Linked DNA regions of Cyprinus carpio: region 1 is linked to region 2. The links are chromatin contacts, called in public Hi-C maps. All regions are on one chromosome and are shown on one strand. The core of a region is the stretch at or near the end of the contact, and the rest is flanking DNA. Distances in the headings are between cores, read along the strand shown.

Region 1 (3,300 bases), core at 719-3,218, 44 kb after region 2:
ACTACAGTTTCCATCATGTAATCTGTAATAAGTAACGGACTACAACTGGTAAATCATCTACCTAGCTATATTTATGTAAATCTCCATCTCATCCAGCGCTCTTTTTGTTTCCTGTCTTATAAAGTATCATATCACTGTGTGTGTGTGTGTGTGTGTGTGTGTGTGTGTGTCAGTGAAGTGTCAGAATAAATCGCCAATCTCAGATGTTTTTGCGACTTTAGTGATTCATTTGCGGTCTGGCATCTCTAGTTCTGATCATAAACAGCCGATAGAAAGCACACAGGACGGGATTTCCTGAATATTATCATCAGGGAAAATTATTTTTGGCGAACAGTAACAGTGTGCACAGTGTTTCTATTTTTAAAAAGACGGACAGGAAATATACAAAGTTTTACATGCTGCTGACGTCACGTAAATCGAAACGTGACTATTATAACGTACAGTATCTTCAAATTATGCTCTGCCCCATTATGTCACGGGTTGCGTGCTCAAAGTATTGCGACAGCTCACGCTTTAAACGCATTTATAATGTGGTCGTGATTACATGACCTGACCTTCAACGTGCGAATCAAACCGCTGGAGTTACCTCAGCTAAAGCTGCCTATGCTCATAAACTCAAGTTTTCCGTAGTAACTTCGATCTCAACACTATGAACAGATTGTAAACACAGACAGCTCCAGTACAGGCGCAGACTGCCGCGCAGAACAAAGGAACGCGAGCAGCCAGCTTCATCACACGTGGCTGAACCGAGACGAATCAACCGATGAAAGCGCGCTCGGAAAATACAGTATTCGCAACTAGACTAACATGAAAAGGCTTGTTTTCTTTCAGCTATAGTGAACATTAATTCAGAAAGTCTAACAGAGATTGCATTTAGAGTGAGCGTTGTGGTTTGGGGATTCAACCATGGCTGCGTCTCCAAGGAATAATAAAAAGATGGCTATAATAAAGTTACACTTTACACTTAAATCGGGTTTTAAATGGGGTATAAAACAGTACTACCTCCAATGCAAATGCGCGCGCGCGCACACACACACATCATACCCTTGCTGTGTTGTTATTTGACAGGCCTTTAATGCATTCACCCCATCCCGACACAGACACTCAGGACAGTCTGATCGGTGCGCGTGAAACATTCACCTTAGCGATATATTAAAGATAAATATCAGTTATCGCTGGGCATTAGACAACAGCTCGTTACAAGTGCCGCTGCGGTCTTGTCAGAAGTGTCCCAGCTTCCGTAATTGTGCAAGGACTGTAAGATGATCAGTGTTACACAATAAACGCACACAAGCGTTCGGGGATAAACTGAATATTATGTACGATTTATTAACATTTAGCCTATTATTAGAGCAAATGCATGTCACAAATTTCAATACGAATGTAAAACGTAAAATTCACAAATCTATGTAGGCTAATATATTTCAATATTTAAATTAAACTGCATAAGGTCTAAATGTATTATGTATTGACCCGAGAGCCTGATACACCCAGCCAGATGAATATAGCCACCCCGTCTCCCAGTGCCCATATTATAATGTTATTTTCACAAATATCATAATGTGCGGCACTGCATAAGAATTTATAATCCATAAGCGTTTAGGTTAAACACGAAAATATGTCTGCGCTGATATAATGCTGAACACAGACCACGCTGAAAGTTGCCTTACTGTATTAATCTGTTATACCGGCTACCGGTTGAAACACCCCAAACGAGCCCTAACGTTATCCGTTCATGTAACGTTATGCTTCACGGTAAAAGAAGAAAGCAGTTACCTCTTAAGCAAAGGTCCAAATATATAGAGGTCCGGGATAAATAACGTGCATGAAACCATTCAAAGCGACCAGAAGTGTTTCATCAGCAGTAATAACATCCCATCTGAAAATGATACTTGTGTTCCTCCTGCGCGTTTTCCTGCCGGAGTCAGTGCTGCTGCCTCATGGATCTGTGTTAGTAGGTCACTACAGAAGAGTACTGGCAGCGTGCATTGACCGGCACATCTCTCGACCAATCAAAATACAGCATCTTCCGATTTGAGCCAATAAAACACATCTCATTAATAGCAGTCTGTCTCACATGAGCAATAACGACTCGGTAAGTATGAACAGTAATATACATAATGGGGAGTCCGAAGTACAGTTGAGGAAAACCTCGTCGGCTACCTTTAAAAAGTTTATTTTTTATTTTAAAAATGCTGACACTGAAACTTTCTAAATCTAGAAACTTTCAGAATATCTTGAAATGTCTTCATGTCAAACATTACATGAATATATATTTAACAATGACTGTACAGTGTTTTATTATTATTATTGATGTTGCATGTAGAAGAAGAACTGGTATTATTATAATAACTGTCGTAATCTTGATATAGAAATGAAAAAACCCTAAGTATATAGCGATTATTATAACTATTACCCGTCTAATTTTAATTACTTCAGATATGAATGAAAAATATGTTATCAAAATATCAACAGACACATCTCATTTTTCAGAGAAATGAAGCCACTTGGTATTCAAAGAAATAGGGAGAGGTTTGCAGCAGAATGGCTTACATAAATGGTGTTATGCATTATTACCTCGTTTAAAGGACACGAGCACACTAATATTAAATCAGTTCCAATTTGTGATTCTCTCTTGTGAACTCAATGACCGCGGTATGCTTTTTTCCAAAACTAAAACTAGTTTGATATATATGTGTGTGTGTGTGTGTGTGTGTATTATGAAATCGTCAGCATAAGTCACATGTAATTTATGGTTGTCTAATGGTCATGATATAACAGGTGTGGATGTGATGTAACCTAAAACTAAAGGAGTTGCACAACGTGGCGCTCAAGATGACCTACATTAAATAAGAAGTGTGCGGGTGCGCCACCCTGTGGAAAAGAAACCGGTTTCAAGTGCACAGTCAGAAACAATGTTCTGATAAAATACAGCCTACACTTAACATAAGCTTATACCAGTAAGAAAATACACCGACTTTTCCCTCATAACATTTATATGCATTTTGAAATTAAGATGCATGATGTTCAGAGTCGAGAAGAAAGTACTCATTTGTGCAGAAACAATACCTTTATTTAGGAGGTATTACAACTAAAGATTCACAGTGCAATGTAAGTGATTTAGCAATTAAACAAATGCAATAAAATGACAATCTTTCTGTGACAGCCAGTAACACCTCTGTAACGATGATATAAACGCATGGTCTGTCTCGCGTGGTTTCCATTACGATGAAAAGCTCGCGGATGCAAACCTTGCGTTTCCACCTTTGTAGCGCAGTTTGTGTGGAAGCAGAACCGGCT
Region 2 (3,289 bases), core at 759-3,258:
ATACATGTAGCTGGTTTTCTTGCCAGGACACCAGCTACATGTATGCATTCAGGACCTTTTAGTTTTTAACATCCTGAGAAATACAAATTCAAACCATTATGAAATTGACAATTTCACAACTATGCACATATGTGTGTAATCATGCACTACAAATGTGTGTCTTGTTTTGTATCCTGAGAAGAAAAAGTACTCTGAAACAGTTTTCACTCAGATATTGCTAGTAAATTTCACAAATAATTACAAAGATGCAGCAAGCAATACGTTGAGTTATATATGCATTTTCGAAGTAGAAAAATTAAATAGTATTTCCTTGTAAAACGCACTCCAGTAATTTTTGATTTATTTACAGTTTCGAACAAGTAAAGCATCAATACCATTCTGTACCACAACTAACAAAACTTTTTTGTAGTGTAATTTTGAAACAAAGTGTAGTCCAACTTTGTTTCAAAATTATAAGTAAAGCATCAATACCATTCTGTAGCACAAGGGGGCAGACGAACAGAAGAAACAGCTTCGTGACCTTCTGACAGCCCGCTGTTCTGGTAGATGGGCTCCAGATCTGTTGAGGGCCGGTAACACAATAGATGGGGTTTCAATGTTTGACTTAAGTAATAAGTAATACTAGATGATTGATTTATTACGATGGCCATGAATTTTTTTTGTGTTTTTTGAATTGTTATTTAGTTTTTTAGATTTGCATTTGCGTTTGCAATTTGTTATTTTGTTTTCATAATTGTAATCTGTATTGCACCTCACGGCCACCGTAATTTGTGGCAAGATTCCCTTTAAACTCCTGTTAATAGTCGGTGAAGTGAATAGGCATTCCTCCTTTAATATCAATACATGTCTTTTACGTTTCACGTTCTCACAATATTTTTTAAAAGTTAATATAGGCAAATATGTTTCTATAAATGTTAAAACAAAACGTTCTTAATGTATATAGGACATTCCCATATCTTTATCAATATTTGATGGTCTCATAATGTTGAGAGCGAACATTCTTAGAAAAACACGTTCTCATGATGTTATTTTTACTTGAACAATCTCAGAACGTTCTCAGAACAAAATTCTCAGAATGTCCTTAGGAATTATTTATTTATATATTTATTTTGTACCATGATGAACGCCTAAGAAATGTTTTTTTGTAACCTTTAAATAACGTTCTAATTACGACAAGAACATTTTAAAATTCTAAAAATAAATATTTAAATAACAGTATATTATGGGTGAAAATAAAGTTAGTAGAGCGTTGTAACACATTTTCAGCTAATGTTAGAATCACAAGAGGAAAACTGGACATTTCAATGTTTTAGAAACAATTAAAAACAATGTTGTTATAACCTAAATGTGTTACCTGTGTGCAATCACACTGTGAGCATTTGTTTCCCGCCCACCCTGAATGTTTTTTAATTACTGTATATTCCAATGATACTCTGCCTGATCAAATTTTAGTACACTTTGTACCATCACAATCAACTTATTAAATGGGCCAGTGTTATGAAACCAGTAGCTGTATTTGTATAACATCCTTACTAGAAGTCCTAGTCGCTATATCAGGACAAAATGCAACTATTTGATGGCGAGTGAACGGCACAGCAGCTGCTGCAAGCCATAAGAGTGTGAGAATCTGTCAGTGACACAGAAGCGAGGGTATGGGTGCATGAATGAACCTCATGGCCTCTCGTGGCTGTATAAACAGGCCTTCAATAGGGCTCCACGTGAACGAGCAGATACTGGATTAGGTGTCGGCGCTTGGAAGTCGGCCAGAGGGTCACCATTCGATTCCAGCTGCATTCAGCACAATAGGTGACTAATGTGATGGCTCAATCTTACATCAGAGCGGCCAGAGCTCAGCCATCGACCCACAGCTAAAATTAGGCCAGCAGCTGCAGGCACAAAAACAACTCAAACTTTCAACCTGGGTATGTGTAGCTCAGAATGTGAGTTTAATGTGAACGGGTTTGTGAACTGCTTCACACATGTACCTGAGTATGAGCTATCTCTGTGAAACCTATACACCTAAACACTTTTGCTCTGATAAATAGGTACTTCTCTTGAATTGCCATTGTGAAGAATCAATAAGACAATTATGCTTCCTATAATCTTCCAGAGAGAAGTGATCTGTTCAGACGTTATTCTATATAATTTGAGATGGATGATACTTTTACCCAATGCAGTTATACTGGACATTTTTACCAGCATGAATCAAACACACAACATTGCTGCACTCTTTCATGCTGTACGGAAACAGACTATCTCTAAAGATTAATCAAGGCAAATAGCATCAAATTGTCACATTGAGAGCTAAATTATTCAAGATTTCAGAGATGATTGAACACTGAAGACTAAGTATGCCAGATTTCACAATATAAGAGTTTCCAACAAGCTTGGATTTCCATGATTTCCAAACCTTAGCACATTTTCTTAGCAATTAGCTCCTTGCTTTATTACCTTGTTTTGCTCTGATTAAAGTTTACTTTGGCAAATAAGAGGATATTACAGATCATCACACATGTGATGAAGTTTCCAAAGGTTGCTATGATGACACTCACATATGTTATTTTATTCATGTAGGTAGTATCTTTGTGCAGCAGTAAACATGTTTATTTCTTTGAACGCCCAGAATAGGTTAGCAGAAATATTGAACGTGCACTTGTATTGCCCCCTCCTCGTTTAGAGCTGTGTGGCGATGATAAATGCTGTTTGCGTCATTTGGCTCAGTCAGAGTCCACTCCCACTCCTCGCTTCTGCGTACGGTTGCTGAGCAACACATCTTCACTGAGATCCGTTGCATGTGCACATAAAGTTAAACTGAATAGCTTTTCTCTTCAGATGACATCACTGCAATCATTAACCGTTTCTCTGAGCAGAAAAACAAAGCATCATCAATACTGAAGAAAATTGTGGGACAAAGGTTTTGAGTTAACGACAAAAATACATTTTAATAAAAAAATATTCTGTAAATATATATTGCATCTATCTATCTATATATCTATCTGTCTATCTATCTATCTATCTATCTATCTATCTACAACAACCCCAATTCTAGAAAATTTGGGACATTTTGTAAAATGCAATAAAATCAAGAATCTGTGATTTGTTAATTCTTTTTAACTTTTATTCAGTTGACAAAAGTACAAAGAAAAGATTTCCAAAGTTTTCACTGACCAACTTAAATGTATTTTGTACATGTAAACTAATTTTGATTTTGATGGCTGTAACACATGCCAAAAAAAATTGGGACAGAGGCAAAATAAAAGTGAAAGGTTATAGAATATCCAAGTTAAAC

What was found. A called contact is a pair of places that touch in the nucleus more often than the background predicts.
Region 1: a contact with region 2 is called in a Hi-C map of skeletal muscle, with 6 times the contacts expected there. The contact joins the promoter of LOC109104546 here to the enhancer-like site in region 2. A contact is called at or near these places in 5 of 8 Hi-C or Micro-C datasets (liver and skeletal muscle).

Annotation. Positions count from the first base shown.
Region 1 is chrA10:354,082-357,381 of ASM1834038v1, forward strand. LOC109104546 (nuclear factor interleukin-3-regulated protein-like) reads right to left here and starts at 1,969. Exons shown (of 2, transcript XM_042764582.1): 1 at 1,777-1,969. It overlaps LOC109089516 (tyrosine-protein kinase transmembrane receptor ROR2-like), which reads right to left. Exons shown (of 9, transcript XM_042764581.1): 9 at 3,052-3,300.
Region 2 is chrA10:309,738-313,026 of ASM1834038v1, forward strand. No RefSeq gene overlaps it. Among protein-coding and RNA genes, the nearest start is that of LOC122146368, 34 kb to the right of the region's middle. Within about 2 kb of position 2,009, at least 1 of the 8 cell types and tissues checked has an H3K27ac peak or open chromatin away from gene starts, as enhancers often do. A contact at or near this core is called in skeletal muscle, where this site is marked.